Linked DNA regions of Rattus norvegicus: region 2 is linked to region 1. Evidence: chromatin contacts called from public HiChIP or PLAC-seq data. All regions are on one chromosome and are shown on one strand. The core of a region is the stretch at or near the end of the contact, and the rest is flanking DNA. Distances in the headings are between cores, read along the strand shown. Region 1 has its middle 69 kb from the start of Serp2. Region 2 overlaps LOC102546462 (a long non-coding RNA gene).

What was found. HiChIP or PLAC-seq counts read pairs in DNA pulled down with a chosen protein or histone mark.
Region 2: a contact with region 1 is called in an H3K27ac HiChIP or PLAC-seq map of oligodendrocytes, with 6 times the contacts expected there. The contact joins two enhancer-like sites. A contact is called at or near these places in 2 of 12 Hi-C or Micro-C datasets (kidney and liver) and 1 of 1 datasets of contacts at active chromatin or transcription factors (oligodendrocytes).

What each region holds. Positions count from the first base shown.
Region 1 is chr15:58,377,869-58,385,598 of GRCr8, reverse strand. No RefSeq gene overlaps it. Among named protein-coding and RNA genes, the nearest start is that of Serp2, 69 kb to the right of the region's middle. Within about 2 kb of position 3,653, at least 11 of the 93 cell types and tissues checked have an H3K27ac peak or open chromatin away from gene starts, as enhancers often do.
Region 2 is chr15:58,548,959-58,556,160 of GRCr8, reverse strand. LOC102546462 (a long non-coding RNA gene) reads right to left here. Exons shown (of 7, transcript XR_010058214.1): 2 at 4,287-4,646. Among named protein-coding and RNA genes, the nearest start is that of Serp2, 240 kb to the right of the region's middle. Within about 2 kb of position 2,465, at least 16 of the 93 cell types and tissues checked have an H3K27ac peak or open chromatin away from gene starts, as enhancers often do.

The DNA.
Region 1 (7,730 bases), core at 2,404-4,903:
AGTAGCCACAGCCATCATAGAAGTGTCCAGCACCTAATCCAGGCATTGGCCTTCGTTGTCACTGTTCAACACCTCGGTGTTTACCTGGCAAAGTCAGACCACAGTGAGGAGCCTTCAAGTCCTCAGGGACAAATGGGGGAACTCCTACAGCAGGGTTGGGGAAAGCTGAGGAGAAGCTAGAATAGTGTCAAGTGTTTAATGTTGTGAGGAAAAACACTCTGTTTACTTGTTTTTTTCTTACAATCTGGATAGACCTATGGCCTCTTGGGAAATTGCAGAGGCTGGTCTCCTCTCCTAAGTGGGCCGAGGGCTACAGCTCTATCAGAGACTCCAAGACTCTTGACACCAAGCCCTACCTGCCCTGGTGACTGGTGCTTTGCAGGCACTCAGACCCACAGGGAGCTTAAAGAAAGGTTCGTTTGGGAGAGAGCCAAGCAATGGAAAGGCCCCTCCCAGCAATACATCCTCTGCAGAGTCTGAGCCATGCGCACAAACAGGCTCCCATACTGTGAGTGGGGAGAAAGGGCTTGGAATGTTTGCTGGAGTTTTCCTAAAAATATCCAGTGAACCATGAACCTGAGCTGTGCACCTGAGGCAAACTGGGAACTGCCATTTTAACAAAGCACAGCTTAGAAAACAGTCTGCACATGTTCAGTGACTCGAGCCAGCCCCCGAGAGATTCCTGGCAGCATTTTATGGGTGACTAAGATTCGAGTTAAGATCAGCAGGGTTTTCCAAACACAAGTCTCTCTCAGAGACTGTTTCTCTCACCCGCTCACCCTGGCTTGCTTCAGTATGCCCCACCTTCCGGGATCTGAGAGGTGTGTTTTGTGGGACATACAATGGAGCTCTTAAGAGGTTCATAGATGTTATTGTCTAATCTAGGCTTGCTCCATTTAGTCTCTCGAAGGAACTCTTAAACACAGAACAGGAGAGGAATGTGCAACACACGACAGGAAATGCACCCGTTCATTCCACCAGCATCTAGGGCGGAGCTGTGCTCTCTGGATGATGCAATTGGGGAATACCAGATGACTAAGGCATGGTTGAATAGGGCAGATGTGAAAACAGATAATTAAAATAACACAGCCAAATGCTGAGTCAGGTTTGTGCTGATGGCTGAGGGAAATGCAAAGAGGAGATAATGAGTTTTGCCAGAGGGGGTCAAGGTAAGTTGCATAGGGGATAACCTCTGAACTGCATCTTACCAGGTGAGCACATAATGAGAAAAGGAAAGGCGACAGATGTGTACAAAGACACAGAGGCATGAGACCCTCCGAGATGATTGTGGCATCTGAGGTACACATTAAGTGGGAAGACAGAGCAGATGTGAGTCTGGCACTCTAGGTGAAGGGTCAGATCTGAAGACACACCAGAGGATCTAGAATAAATCCTTTAGTTAGCGGGAAAACAATGGAGTGTACCAAACATGGCTATAATTTATTAAGTTTTAGAGAGACAAATCCAGCCACCAGCAAAATGAGGCGTGTAAACAGAACGTCAGAAGTTGGTATCAAGGGCCAAATAAAAGATAAAGAAAACCTGAAATGATTTTTGTGACAAAATTCCAAGCTAACCTTCACAGAGGAAGGAGACGACATCTTGACTTACAGTTTCAAAATTCTCAGTCGGTAACCATTGGCTCCCTGTGGTTGAGCCAATGAAATAGGACCAAAAAAATCATGGTGGAGGACATGTTATAATCAAAGCTGCTCACCTCATGGCAACCAGGAAGCAAAAGGAGTAAAGCAAGAACCAGGGTCCCCAGATGCTGTCCACGGGTAGCGTCCTTAACTCTCTCCCAGAAGACCCGTCTCCCAATGCTCCACTACACCCAACAGCAACGCCATCTGGGAACCAGATCTCCAGCATGGAAGCCTTGTAGGATATTTAGGGCCAAACTCGAACAGGGAACCAAGCATGAAGTATTTAGAAAATGGTGGCATTAACACTTAGTAGCTAATTAGATTTAAAGAATGCGGTAGATAGTCAAGAGTGATCCGACAATTTTTAACTTGGCTAATTGAGTCAACGATAATGGTGATGTGGTGGTGGTGGTGGTGGTGGTGGTGGTGGTGGTGGTGGTGGTGGTGGTGATGATAGTTATGAAGATAGTTAGGGGTAAATTACCCAAATAGGCAAAAGGCCAGAGACTAAGACATCAAGCCTTGCACATCTGAAATGTTTTCAATCAGTGGTAGGGTACTAAAGACGGTTTCATTTAGTCACAATTTCTCAATCTATTGCTATATACTTAAGATGCCTTTGTTACTGTGGCTGGTATTAGATACTGTTCTCTAAGAATCCAAGTCAATGCTGGTGTTCAGGAGTTTTCCCTGTCCTGTTTGGTTCTTGGGGATCAGTGCTAATAAAGACCCCAGGCTGGCCACTAGGGACCTTTTATCGGTTGCTATTGCTTTCCATACCTCCTGAGTTCACGGGGCAGACAAGGCTGTGCAAGGAGCTGCTGCAATGAATGCTCAGGGCCAATGATCCCCACCCCCTTTGAATGCCCAGATGGGCAAGGATCCTCTCAAATGCCCAGAGTAGCTCAGGTGACACTGAGTGCGGCTGTCACTTTGACAGACTGAAGAAGTAGAGGTGAAGACGAACTGCTCTAAGAAAGCCTTGTGTCACCTGAACATTGTGCTCAGGGAAGCTTGGAGTTATTTAGCCTCTTCCCTGTCCTCCAATCTGAGCAGCTTCAAGCTGTAGGGATGATTGTCACTTTGTATAATCAGCCACCCTCGTTGGCCACATCCCAGGGACAGCCTTGGCTGTGAGAACAGTGAAGTCCCTGTCTGTCATCTAAAAGGCTTCAGTCTGAAAATCTGAAATGTAAATGTCTAAAGATGCTGGAGGGGGCACGAATGCATCAAGCGACAGACGACTGAGCGAAGGAGACGGCCCTGAGTGGGGGTAGAAGGAGGACTTCCTGGGAGTTGGGAGAGGGGATGAGCATCTTTCTCACAGTTACCACAGCCTGAGAGGAGTAGGGAGAGCATTCTTTCTTTCTTTCTTTCTTTTTTAATTTTTTATTAGATATATTTCTTTATATACATTTCAAATGTTATTCCCCTTTCCGGTTTCCTGTACATAAGCCCCCATACCCTTAAAGTATATCAGAGTCACAGTAGGAAGACAGCGGAGGAGCCAAAGCCTCAGATGGACTGACAGCTGGGCCGGAAGCTCCAGCCCGGTGACAGACAGAAGCGCTCTCACTGGCGGAAGGTGAGACCCTTGAGACTCTATGAAAGAGGCAGAGCAGACTGAGATTTCATTTAGCGAGTGGGGAGCCAGCCAAGGTATCTGAACATAGCTTTGACTCTGGAGAAAGACTCATTGAAGACTAATACTGGGTTATGTATAGGTCCAGGAGGAATGACAGACAAGATCAACGAGGTGGCCACTGAAAGATGGAGTGGGGAACCCAAGGCTTTTATTAAGTCATGCGCAGGACTAAGCCATTTTTATATAATCGCATATGAAAGAACTTATTATTCTGATTGTGTAGTTAGCCAAGGAGGCGCCTGTGCAGCAAGGCCAAGATTCACACACCATCCTGATGGGTTCAAGCCCATCTTTCACTCTACTGCACTAGGGGACAGGATTAATGAGATAAGTAGCCCAGGCTGCAGATTAGATACCTCTACAGAGCTTTAAAAAGCCACGAGCCCCAGGTCCAAATGTGGTAGCACCTTTAATCCCAGGACTTGGAAGGCAGGGGCTCCTAGAGCAAGAGCTCTAGGCCAGCCTCATCTACACAGCGAGTGCCAGGCCAGCCAGAGGTACACACTGAGGCTCTGGAGGGAGGGAGGAAGAAAGGGAGGAAGTGAAGGAAGAAGGGAGAGAGAAGAAGGGAGGGAGGGAGGGAGGGAGACAGACAGAGACAGAGACAGAGACAGAGACAGAGAGATTAGATGATGGATAGATGCATGGATACGTGATAGATAGATAGATGATAGATAGATAGATAGATAGATAGATAGATAGATAGATAGATAGATAGATAGATAGACAAATAAGATGGTTGATAGATAGATAAGATAGATGGTTGGTGGATGGACAGACAGACAGACAGACAGACAGGATACCCAATAGATAGTCATGATACCCAAGGCTGGAAGGAAAGCTCAGCTGGCATTTTACTTGCTCTCCAAGCATGAAGACCCAAGTTCAATCCTTAGAATACACATTAAAACTACAAAAATATCAGTGTGCTTGCCCACACTTGTCATGCCAAGCACTTGGGAGGCAAAGACAAGCAGAATCCCTGGGGATGGCTGGGCTGCCAATCTAGGCTGCCTGGAAAGTTCTGGGATAGCTTGAGATTCTATCTAAAGCATAAGCATAGATGGTGCCTGAGGCACCAAAGTTGTCCTCTGACTTGACTGACAACAGTTGCTGGGAAGAGCTGAAACCCCCAAGATCAGGAAGTGCAAAGGCAACATCAATATTTCTAACTTAAAGACAGAAAGGGATGCTGGCCGGGAGAAGAGGAAGTTATTTTCACTGCTGTTTACTTTATCATCTCAATGTGACATTCAGAGCGAAATGTCCCATCTGTGCTTGACAAAGTGAGCCAGAAGTTTCAGAAGAGCCAAGGCCATACCAGGGTTAGCACCTCCAACAACAGCATTGTCCTAGAAGGTCAGTTAGGAAAGCTAAACAGAAACTCGTGAGTCCCTTGCTAACTTGGCCGTTATTAATAGTAAACCCTCACAATCACCAAAATTACATTTCCAAGAATAAATTCTCAGAATTCATTTCAGGTATATATTTTAATTACGCGTGCGTGCGTGCGTGTGCGTGTGTGTGCGTGCGTGTGTGTGTGTGTGTGTGTTGGTACCCATAGAGTCTGGAAAAAGATGCTGGGTCCCCAGGAGCTGGAGTCACAGGTGGTTATGTGCATCCAACTTTGACACTAGGAAATGAACAATGAGCTTGGGTCCTCTGCGAGAGCACTCTGTGCTCCTAAACACTTAGCATCTCTCCACCTCAGGACGCCTCACTTCCCAATTATCTTACTGAACTGTACTCTTCGGTCATAGTATAATTAGGTGACACAAGTTGGTTACACCTGCCTTGACTGAGCAGTGGGCAGACCAATGAGGACCTACTGAGAGTTTTCCAAAACTCTGCCATCATGTCACAACTAGCCACGGTAAGGAATATTTGCTCATGAAGACCAGCCTATGCTACAGATCAGAGCTTCTCCCAGGCTCTTACCCCAAAAATGCCATTGTTCATTATTCACCGGCACACCCCTGTCCGCACTGGTACTGCTGCAGGCCGCACAGAGAAAATGGTTTGTGAGGTTGCTTGTAGAACCTCATAATGACAGAAACAAAAAGACCAAGACAGAAACTGAGGCTCCGAGAGCCAAGGATAAGCAAGAACAGCTTTGCCTGCCTAACATTTCCCCAACAGGGGCTTTTTATACCGCTCCAGCCCTTTGAAATTGCTACTATTTCGAATAAATGTTTTATTTAGCTCTGAGAATAAGACGGAGAAGATGGAGCTTATATGAACACATAAAATCGCTCTACGTACAGAGTACTTTCCCTGTAAGGCAATCTCAGGAATGGGAACACACTGGGGAGGTGGCAGAATGGCAGAGAAACAGGAAAGACTAAAAAGGGTGCTAAGTAAGAAATCACAACAGTAGGTATATCCTGCTGATATTAAGAAAAAACCTTTTTCCTCCCACTCTGGGAAACCTCTGCTTTAGGACTAGAAGCTGTCTTAAGGTTCTAGAACTGGTCTCTGTCACCCCTGATGTGTTTATAAAAAGATAAAGAGAGTGGGGATATGTTCTGTAGAGGTGTGGGAGGTATGGAAAGGAGGCTCTGTGTGCCCAAGCTGAGGCATCCCTTCCCCCGAGGGACCAGCCACCTGACAAGGACGGTATAGTATAGAATAGAGTTTATTCAAGGCATGCGGAGGGGAGTTAAGAGGGTAGTGGGGGTGGGGGAGGCAGAGAGAGAGAGAGAGAGAGAGAGAGAGAGAGAGAGAGAGAGAGAGAAGTAAAGAGTAGAGGCCGGCCATGAGCACATGGAAAGGGAGAACGGAAGGCAAGAACAAGAGAGAATAAGAGAGCAAAGGCATGAGGAGGGGCGAGCAGCCCCTTTTATAGTGAGTCAGGCACACCTGGCTGTTGCCAGGTAACTGTGGGGGCGGAGCTGAGACAGAATGCTAACAACCCCCATTTTTCACAAAGGAAACCTCCCACTGTGACCTTTCCTCCTTCATTCCCAGAGGAGGAATGTCCCTTGTTTTTACCCCTAACCTAGCACAGGTCTGAGGAGTCCAAGGTCTCAGAAGTCTCCCTGGGGAGCCAGGGCCAGGACTGGAGATGGCCCCTGGATTAGGGGGTCTTTGGCAGATTTTGGCTCCTCACTAGAGACAGCTCCTTCTACACTGGCTGCATTGTCCCACCAAGGTCCCAGGTGGCCTCTCGCCCTTCCCAAGGCTTTCCTTCCAGGGCCATCGGAATACTAGTCAATTTATACTTAGTCCCTTTCCATTCTCCCAGGACTCATCTGTGCTGCCTTGCAAGCCCAAGGCACAAGGTCACTGATAGCAAGGTTCAAGGTCACAGAGTCTGTAGGAGGGTGTGTGTTCCCAGGCCAGATAAACAGCCTGGGAAGGGCAAACACAGAAACAAAGGCAGGGAAGCGAAAGGGAACTGTGCAGAGACAGTGGGGGTTCCTAAACAAAGACCTTGTTTTGTCTGGGGTTGTTTGTTTCTAAGAATCTCAAAAATGTGTTTGTTTTCAATTCCTGGGAAGATAGGGGTTTTCGTTCTTGTTTTGCTTTTGGCTTTTCTTTTTTCTCCAAGTAAATTTTTCTGAGGAGCAATCCTGTGTTCCACCTAAACCAGAGTCGTACAGTACGCATGCTCGGAACAACCTCTGGGAAAACAGGGGTGAAATGGCCAAGAGCGTTGCTAGTAGGAACACTGGTCTCTGCTAACCACTAGCGGATGCTGGGCTGGGGAGAGGCCTTAGAACCCAGCAAAGTTGCCTTAGCACCAGAGATAGCAACTGGTATCCCTGTAGGCTGCCTGGACTGAGCTTCTCATTGAGATGGGAAGTCCTGGGCTGGAAAATTTCTATCAGGAGCCCACAGAAACACTCTGGGAACCACTGAAGCAATCCATAGTAGTCTACACAGAACATGCAAAAGAAATATACCAGTTGAGAGGAACTGAGAGACGAGGGCTGGGAAGATGGCTCAAAGCACTTGGCAAATGTGAGACTCTGAACTCAGATCTTAAAATATACGTGAAGTAGCACATGCTTGTAACTCCAGTGTTCCTATGGCAAGATGGGCGAAAAAGACAGGAAGTTCATAGGTCAGTTAGTCTGCATCAAAAGACTCCATTTCCTTTTTTTTTTAAAGATGTATTTATTTATTTTATGTATGTGAGTACACTGTAGCTGTCTTAGGCATCCCAGAAGAGGGCATCAGATCTCATTACAAATGGTTGTGAGTCACCATGTAGTTGCTGGGTATTGAACTCAGGACCTCTGGAAGAGCAGTCAGTGCTCTTAACCGTTAAGCCATTTCTCCAGCCCAGGAGGCTCCATTACGAGCAAGGTAAAAAGCAAGGACCAACACCTGAGGTTGTCCTCTGACCTCCACATGTATGATCACGCTAGCCATGCCATGCACACAAAAGTACACACATGTGAGAAGGTGGGAGGCATTATCCCATTGGCTAATGG
Region 2 (7,202 bases), core at 1,216-3,715, 170 kb before region 1:
AGTGTGGAGCAGAGACTGAAGGAAAGGCCATCCAGAGACTGCTATACATGGGGATCCATCCCATGTGCAGTCACCAAACCAGTCATTTTTGGAGATGCCAAGAGGTACAGGCTGACAGGAGCCTGATAGAGCTGTCTCCTGAGAGGCTGTGTCAGAGCCTGACAAATACAGAGGCAGATGCTTGCAGCCAACCACTGGACTGAGCATGATGTCCCCAATGGAAGAGTTAGGGAAGGACTGAAGGAGCTAAAGGGGTTTGCAACCCCATAGGAAGAACAACAATATCAACCAACCAGACATTGCAAAGCTCCCAGGGACTAAACCACCAACAAATAGTACACATGGAATGACCCATGGCTTCTGCCACGTATGTGGTAGAGGATGGCCTTGTCATGTATCAGTGGAAAGAAAGACCCTAGGTCCTGTAAAGACTGGATGCCCCAGTGTAGGAGAATGCCAGAGAGGGGAGGTGGGAAGGAGTGGGTGGGTTGGTGGGGGAGCACCCTCATGGAGGCAGAGAGGGGATGGGATAGGAGGTTTCCAGACAGGAAACCAGGAAGGGGGACAACATTTGAAATGTAGAGAAAGAAAATATCCAATAAAAAAAGAAATAAAAGAAAAAAATCTACTCTTAATTTGCAGACACACATAGTCTCCTGTGTGATGTGTTTTATCTTATGTGCATTTTGTGCCCTTTACTGGAGACTTATCACACCAACATCAACAAATTAAGGTGATGTCATACAATTATGTTCACCCTCGATTGGGTTTTATGCCACAGAGTTTAATTAACACTTCGGTGCCCAGCCACTTAGATCCTCAATCCAAAAGAGAACACTGATTTTCTGGTGAAGAACAACACTTCAGGCCTGCCCTTGTTTTCTTTCCTTCATTTCCCAGGGGCCTTCCTGCTCTGCTCATGTCAGGCTAGAGAAGTTGTATCTGCCTTCTCTGATACTCTATGAGGCTAGCTGCTTCTATGGTCCATCTCTAAACCATTGTGTTACATTAACATTATTCAGAAACAGAGTGAGCACCAACTCTCCAAGAGTAGCCAGCCTCGACAATTTGGTAAGAAGTTCTCTTCATATTAATTTTTCCTCTTAACATCTGGTCTTTCATTCAGAAACCCAGAAGACAGCATTCATTAATCCTTCGCCGACACTCCATTCCAGAGCTTGCTTGCTTGCTTCTCAGGAAACAATCTGCTTTTTAAATTTCCACCAACTTTTAGGGCCATTGGTGAGAGGTGAAAACACAGGAACCGTGTAGAAGCGGTGACCTTGGCACCTTGGCGATGGGTGAGGTAGGAAAGGATGCTGGTGGAGGACAGAAAGGACACAGAATAACTAGCACCACCCGGAAGACATCAGGACCAGGAAAAAGGTGAAGCTCAAGTGGGCTGGGAGCCCATCAGGGGTAACATAGACGTGATGAACATTGAGAACTGGGCCCAAGTCTAGGTCTAGCAACTCTGCTTGTGTTGTTCTTTGCTGTTCTTTGCTTGTCTGTTGTCTTTGCTGGTGTGCAAGCACCACTTTGTTTCTCTTTTCTCCCTTTTGTTTGTGATCACCATTCCCAATTACCAACTGTCCAACAATGAAGATGGCAGAGGTGTTTGAAGAATTTAGGGAGAAAGTACTGGGAAAGAAATTCAGGATTATGTGTTCAGTAGGTATGAGGTCCCTGGGTAACACACATTTGCTCATATACACACATATACTCACACACATATATACTCACATACTCACACATACACACACATAGGAACATACACACACACACACACACACACACACACACACACACACACACACACACACACACACACAAGAAAAGCCCAAACTCTGTACTGGGGTTCTTTCACGGAGATTCCTGGATTCTCCTGAACCTGCCTGTGCTTGCTAAATTTAAAGGAAGTGTGAATCCATTTAGCTCAAATTCAGCTCTCGGAATGCATAACACAAAAGAAATCAGTGTGGTTTGCAATTCCAAGAACTACACAGGCTTGCTTTGGTGTGCACTAGGAATGGATTTGGAAAAGCTCAGCATGCCTTAGGAAAAAACACACAAACTAGGAAGTTGTCCCAGTGCAGTTGGTTAGCGCCTCAGTGCTGCCAGGCCAGAGGGTGCACACATCGGGGCCTGTCAAGTCTCCCAGCACCAGTTTAGAGGAGACGCTATCGGCCAGTTTCCCTTGCAGAAACCAGGCTGCCAAAGAAAAATTACATTTCCCCTCCTTTAATTATGTAGGGGTTTTTTGAAACTAAATTAAATACACAAAGAGGCTGGCAGCCAATATGTACAAAGGAGAATTCCCAGACTCCTCTGTTTTCTGTTGGTCTGTACTTCCTTAAAAACAGACAATAGGCAGGGGGGAAATGTGGTGAACATTTCAACAGCAGAGCTAAAAGGAAAAACACCTTCTCTTTACGTTGGCTAGACACACCTGGCAGAGCCAGGGCCAGCTGAGTGACAAGTCACTTGTACACAAGCCAGCCCAGATGTCCTTGGGTTGGCCTAGCAGGCAATGGCTTGGAAGCTGGAGAATGAAGGAAGAGAATCTCTGCTCAGAGATGTGTTTGGTTCCTTGTGTTAAAATAGAGAGGTTGGATGGACAAGACACAGGTTCCTTATGTTCAAAGAAATGTTTGTGAAAATATCCCAGAGCATAGGGTTTTATAGTTTTTATTACAAGAATGTCTGGAACACAGGGTGGTGGGGAATGGGAACTCATAAAAACTATTTTATGTCAAAGGGGGAAATATTTATTCAAACTCTCTCAAATCCATTGAGAAGCTCAATGAATAGAGAAAGAGGCAGGAGATTGGGAAATATAGTGATTCCTTTATGGGGTTTTTTTCTAGCTCAGCCAGAAAGGATTTAACACATTGCTCTCTAAATCCTGGAACCCATGACCCCAGAGTAGGCCAAGAGGAAAAGCCTACACTTAGCTTTGAAAAAGGTTGGATTTCTATGTTAGGGCACAGAAATACAGATGCTTCCCAATAGGTCATGAGGGTCACAAGGACAGAATGAAGAAATCGTGTTTGTCTGCTGCCTGCTGATGTGTCCGGTCACACTGAACAGCCAAGGTCCCAGAAAACACACCTTTCGGTCCCTAAGTCCAGGGACCGAAATGTTTCAGAATCCATACAGAATGTTAAGTCTGCAACAGGCTTGCCCAACATTAAATCCCCTCGTCAGTTCTTAGACACCTCCAAACTGTGAACAAGACGACCCTTGTTCTGGAAAATCTATCGGCTCTTGCCAACACACACACACATACAAAAACACAACTGTTAGGCAAATAAATCTTTCCAGAGAAAATAAGATTCCTTTCCAATTCAGTCAACTGTACTGAGCTGGAAAAGGGGGAAAAAAGTTATTTTTCCAGGATGAAGAGAAAACAAGATCTCTCCTTGTTTACCCTGTAGAGCTCATTTCAAAAGAAGGTCAGTTTAATGCCTTCATTAAAAAAAAATGCTTGAGTGTTATTTATCAGAAGACACTTGGTCCCTTTCAGGAGAGAATCACACTGGAGCTCTGTGCTTTCCCCTCTGACCAGAGAAGTACAGAGAGGTACATGGCATAACTGAGGTCCCTGCTGCTCTAGACATTCCCCAAGTGTCAGAGTAGGGGGCCCAGAAGGTACACAGTTCAGTGGTGAAGGATTCTTTACGAGTGGTAAACTTTCCCATTCCCTGTTCATGTGCTCGAGCATAGGAGACCAAGTACAGCCACACCCTCCACCTTCGCTTCCTCTGCACCCCTTACAATTTGAGGATGTGGGTCATCCTCTAGGAGAGTGAGGAAACACCTAGTGTCAGCCCGAGTCAACACTGCACCATGTTCCTGAACTCCCGGGTATTTCTTTAAGTGTGAACCCCAGTAAACTGAAGGTACAATGAAAGTTTCCATTTCCTAACTCAGTGTAAAAAGCAGGCTTCTCCATAGACAGCATTTTGCATACAGTTGTTGCCTACTAAACAAAAAAAAAATCTAATAACATAAAAGACTTTTAAAATGGTAATCTGGGAGACTAAATTGAAAAATGAGCACCTTGTAAAAAAAAGTATTCCCTAAATAATGACTTCAAAAGAGATCTGTAGACTTCCAGTAGACCCAGGAAAATACAGGTGACTACCTGCCCACCCAAAGTAGACATCCTTTGTCACAAGGGCATTAGCTGTGTCAGAGGAAGGTGACACTGTCACATATATATATATATATATTTGTTTCAAGCATTCCTCATACTTGTCCTACCTGTTATATGGTTGCCTTACCTTATAAAATGTTGTTGGTGGGTTTTTTTCCCTCTCCATCTCTTTCTCAGTTTATTTCAAAGAGACAAGTGTGGTAGGTAGCTGCTGGCTGGCAGGGTTGCACGTGAGCAGAGACAAGTGGAAAGCCAATTCATTCTCTCTCTCTCTCTCTCTCTCTCTCTCTCTCTCTCTCTCGATGCTGGTGGCTGGTGTGGTTTGCATCCTTCTGGATGCTTCAAAGGGTCATGCTTTGCTTCAGGATAAGCAACTACAAGCCCCAAAGGGAAGATGCCAGAAGCCAGCAGTCCTCCTCCAGGTGCAGCTAAAACTGTTCTGTGGGCTCCTGGCTTAAGGGTATTCTCGGGCCCCATCCAGATGTTCCTAAGGAATAAAAAGGAGAAGCATTTGCAAAGACAGCTTGTCAGATATCAGCAAATCTCCAATGAATGCGCCTATGAAACCTATTTCCAACAACCGACCCCAGAGAGGGGGGAAATGTCATATTGTCTCTCTCACAGACCCATCTGCTCTGAGAGTGGTGCAGAGGGACTTGGTCTTGAACTCATCGTATCCAACGTGCATCGTGTTCAGCAGTAAGCTCTTCCCATTTAGTTATGTGTTGCATGCAGTGACAATAGGGACCCCTAAGGCCCCTGTGGCTAACAACTTCTAGGGCGGTACCCTACCCCTAGTGTTGGGCTTCTTAATGTTATGGCTTCTGGGAATCCATTTCCACTCTAAGAGGCTACTCTTGTACACTTACAGGTCAGGCTGTTGCAGATTTTCCCAGTCACCTTGGGAAATCACTGTGCCTTGTCCAACCAACCCGTAAAGCTCCTGACACTTGGCCTTTGGACCCTCTGTGAGCTAATTTCCCAGGCTTGTTCTTCAGACTCATTCACGTGTCTCTCTTATGTGCTTCCAAATCCACAAAACACTCAAAGGTTAGCATTAGGCTGCCTAGATAAGAAAGTTTGCAAATGGGCAGAACAATAGCACAAAGTCCTGAACCACCCTCCCATACACTAACAGCAGGGTCATCCCGATAACCTCAGCCAGGCTCTCTGACAGCCAACTGTCATCACTCCAAGTATCGGGCCTACAGACAGCTACAGCTAAGAAAATACCAGGGTCCAACGTGAGCGAGGTTTAACGCAGTATGGGAAGACTTCATCTGTTACTCTCTGTTTAATCAGTGTTGGGGACAGCAGGAGGCACTGCCTTAAAGTGACACTCCACAAACCTCAGTCATTTTCTCAGGGCTATTCCACTTCCAGGTCCTACAGCTCTCCCAGGGATCCTCCCTGTGATTCCCGGCCCCTGATGAGCTTGGTGGGGCTGGCTCCTGCTGCTCAGGCCAAAGGAGGATTGAGGCTCTGCTCTCACCTGCTGCTTGGGCCTTATCCCTGCGCTGGAGAGGCTCTAGGTTAGCACATTGGCTACAGGGGCAGCTGGTCTCTGGACAGGCTCTGGCTTAGCAAACCAACTCCACGCCCAAGCATAACCTCTTTCAGGAGAGAAAAGGACTTCGCTTAGGAGGTAATTGTTCACCCTCCAGTACAGACTCAGTCTTCTGCGCTGTTACTGTTTTATTGTGTGAGCCTTCTGTAAACTCTGGCTTTAAAGCCTCCCAAGTCGCTCCTTAGCAGGGGATTTACCTTTATGTCATCTTTTTAAAATGTGGGTTCAACGCAGATCTTGTCAATTTGCTTTGGAGATAGACCTCTGCTGCTTCACCTTTCTCTCATCTCCTCTAGACTGCTCTCCCATTCCACGGACACACTTTACATGCTAGTCTGTGTCACATACACCTCCAAAGACTTTTAACCTTTGTTAAGATCCTGCCCCAACAAGGAGTTCAGCAAAGCCATTAAAGCACCGTGCCAGTCCCAAGATCCCTGCTGTATCCAGTTCTCATTAAGTCTCTGGTGAACACAGTCATGTCCAGCCCAGTGAACTGGGCATCACATGTGGCCTTTGCCATCCTAGTTCCTCAGTAAAGCCTGTGCTTCCTCCGTAGTCCTCCGGCCCCTAATATCCACCAACCCTTCACTGATAAAGGGCGAATACCGCCAACGGCTCCTATGAGCTGTCTGTCAGGAACCAGTTCCCTGTGATACCTCGCGGTTTGTGAGTCTGTGTCTCAAGGATGGACGTGTGGTTATACTGCTCGGTTTCTCTGCTTCTGGAGCCCTCAGACAGATCCCACACAGCCCTGCATCCCACAGCCTCAGAAGCCATCAGAGGATCTTCCATCGCCTGTCTGAAACCTTTCCCCGGCTCCAGCACTCTGGTACTGAATATGATCTGACACCACAGTCTCTTACACCAGACCGTCGTCAGGGCATCCGCCGTCTGGTTGTGGAGCACGGATTTTTTCCCCCTTATCAGAGGTCATACCTGAGTGTCTTGTGTCACATCATTTCTACTGTTTCTGCTCCTTAACTCCTCCTGTGAGTTCCAGGCTATGGGGTTCCCGCAACGCTTGTTATTACAGACCCAATTTGCGTTGTTATCCTTCAGTCTGCAGACTGTGAGGAGCAGCAGGCCAACGCCCCCACCTCGTTCTCCCGTTTACTCATTTTTCCCCGCCAACACAGACTAACATGAAGGGTGCGAGCCATGCATCATTTTCCTTTACCATTCCATCCTTCCACACCATCTCACTCTCCGAGGCCGTTTCAGCCTCAGAAGTACTTCTTGTTACCCTAGCAACGGCCAGGCAACCTCTGCAGATGATTGTCGATCAATACTCTTGTCTGAGAGACTGTAATATCTGCCTTAGCTCTTCAGCTGCTCTCGGGGCTGCTTTGTATTCAGAGAGGACCAGAGTCATTAAGGAGGTGCACCATTTCATCCGCCTCGCCTCTGAAAACCACCATGCTGTTCTGGGATTGTGCCCCATCTTAGTTATGCATCTCACTACCCACACCTCTG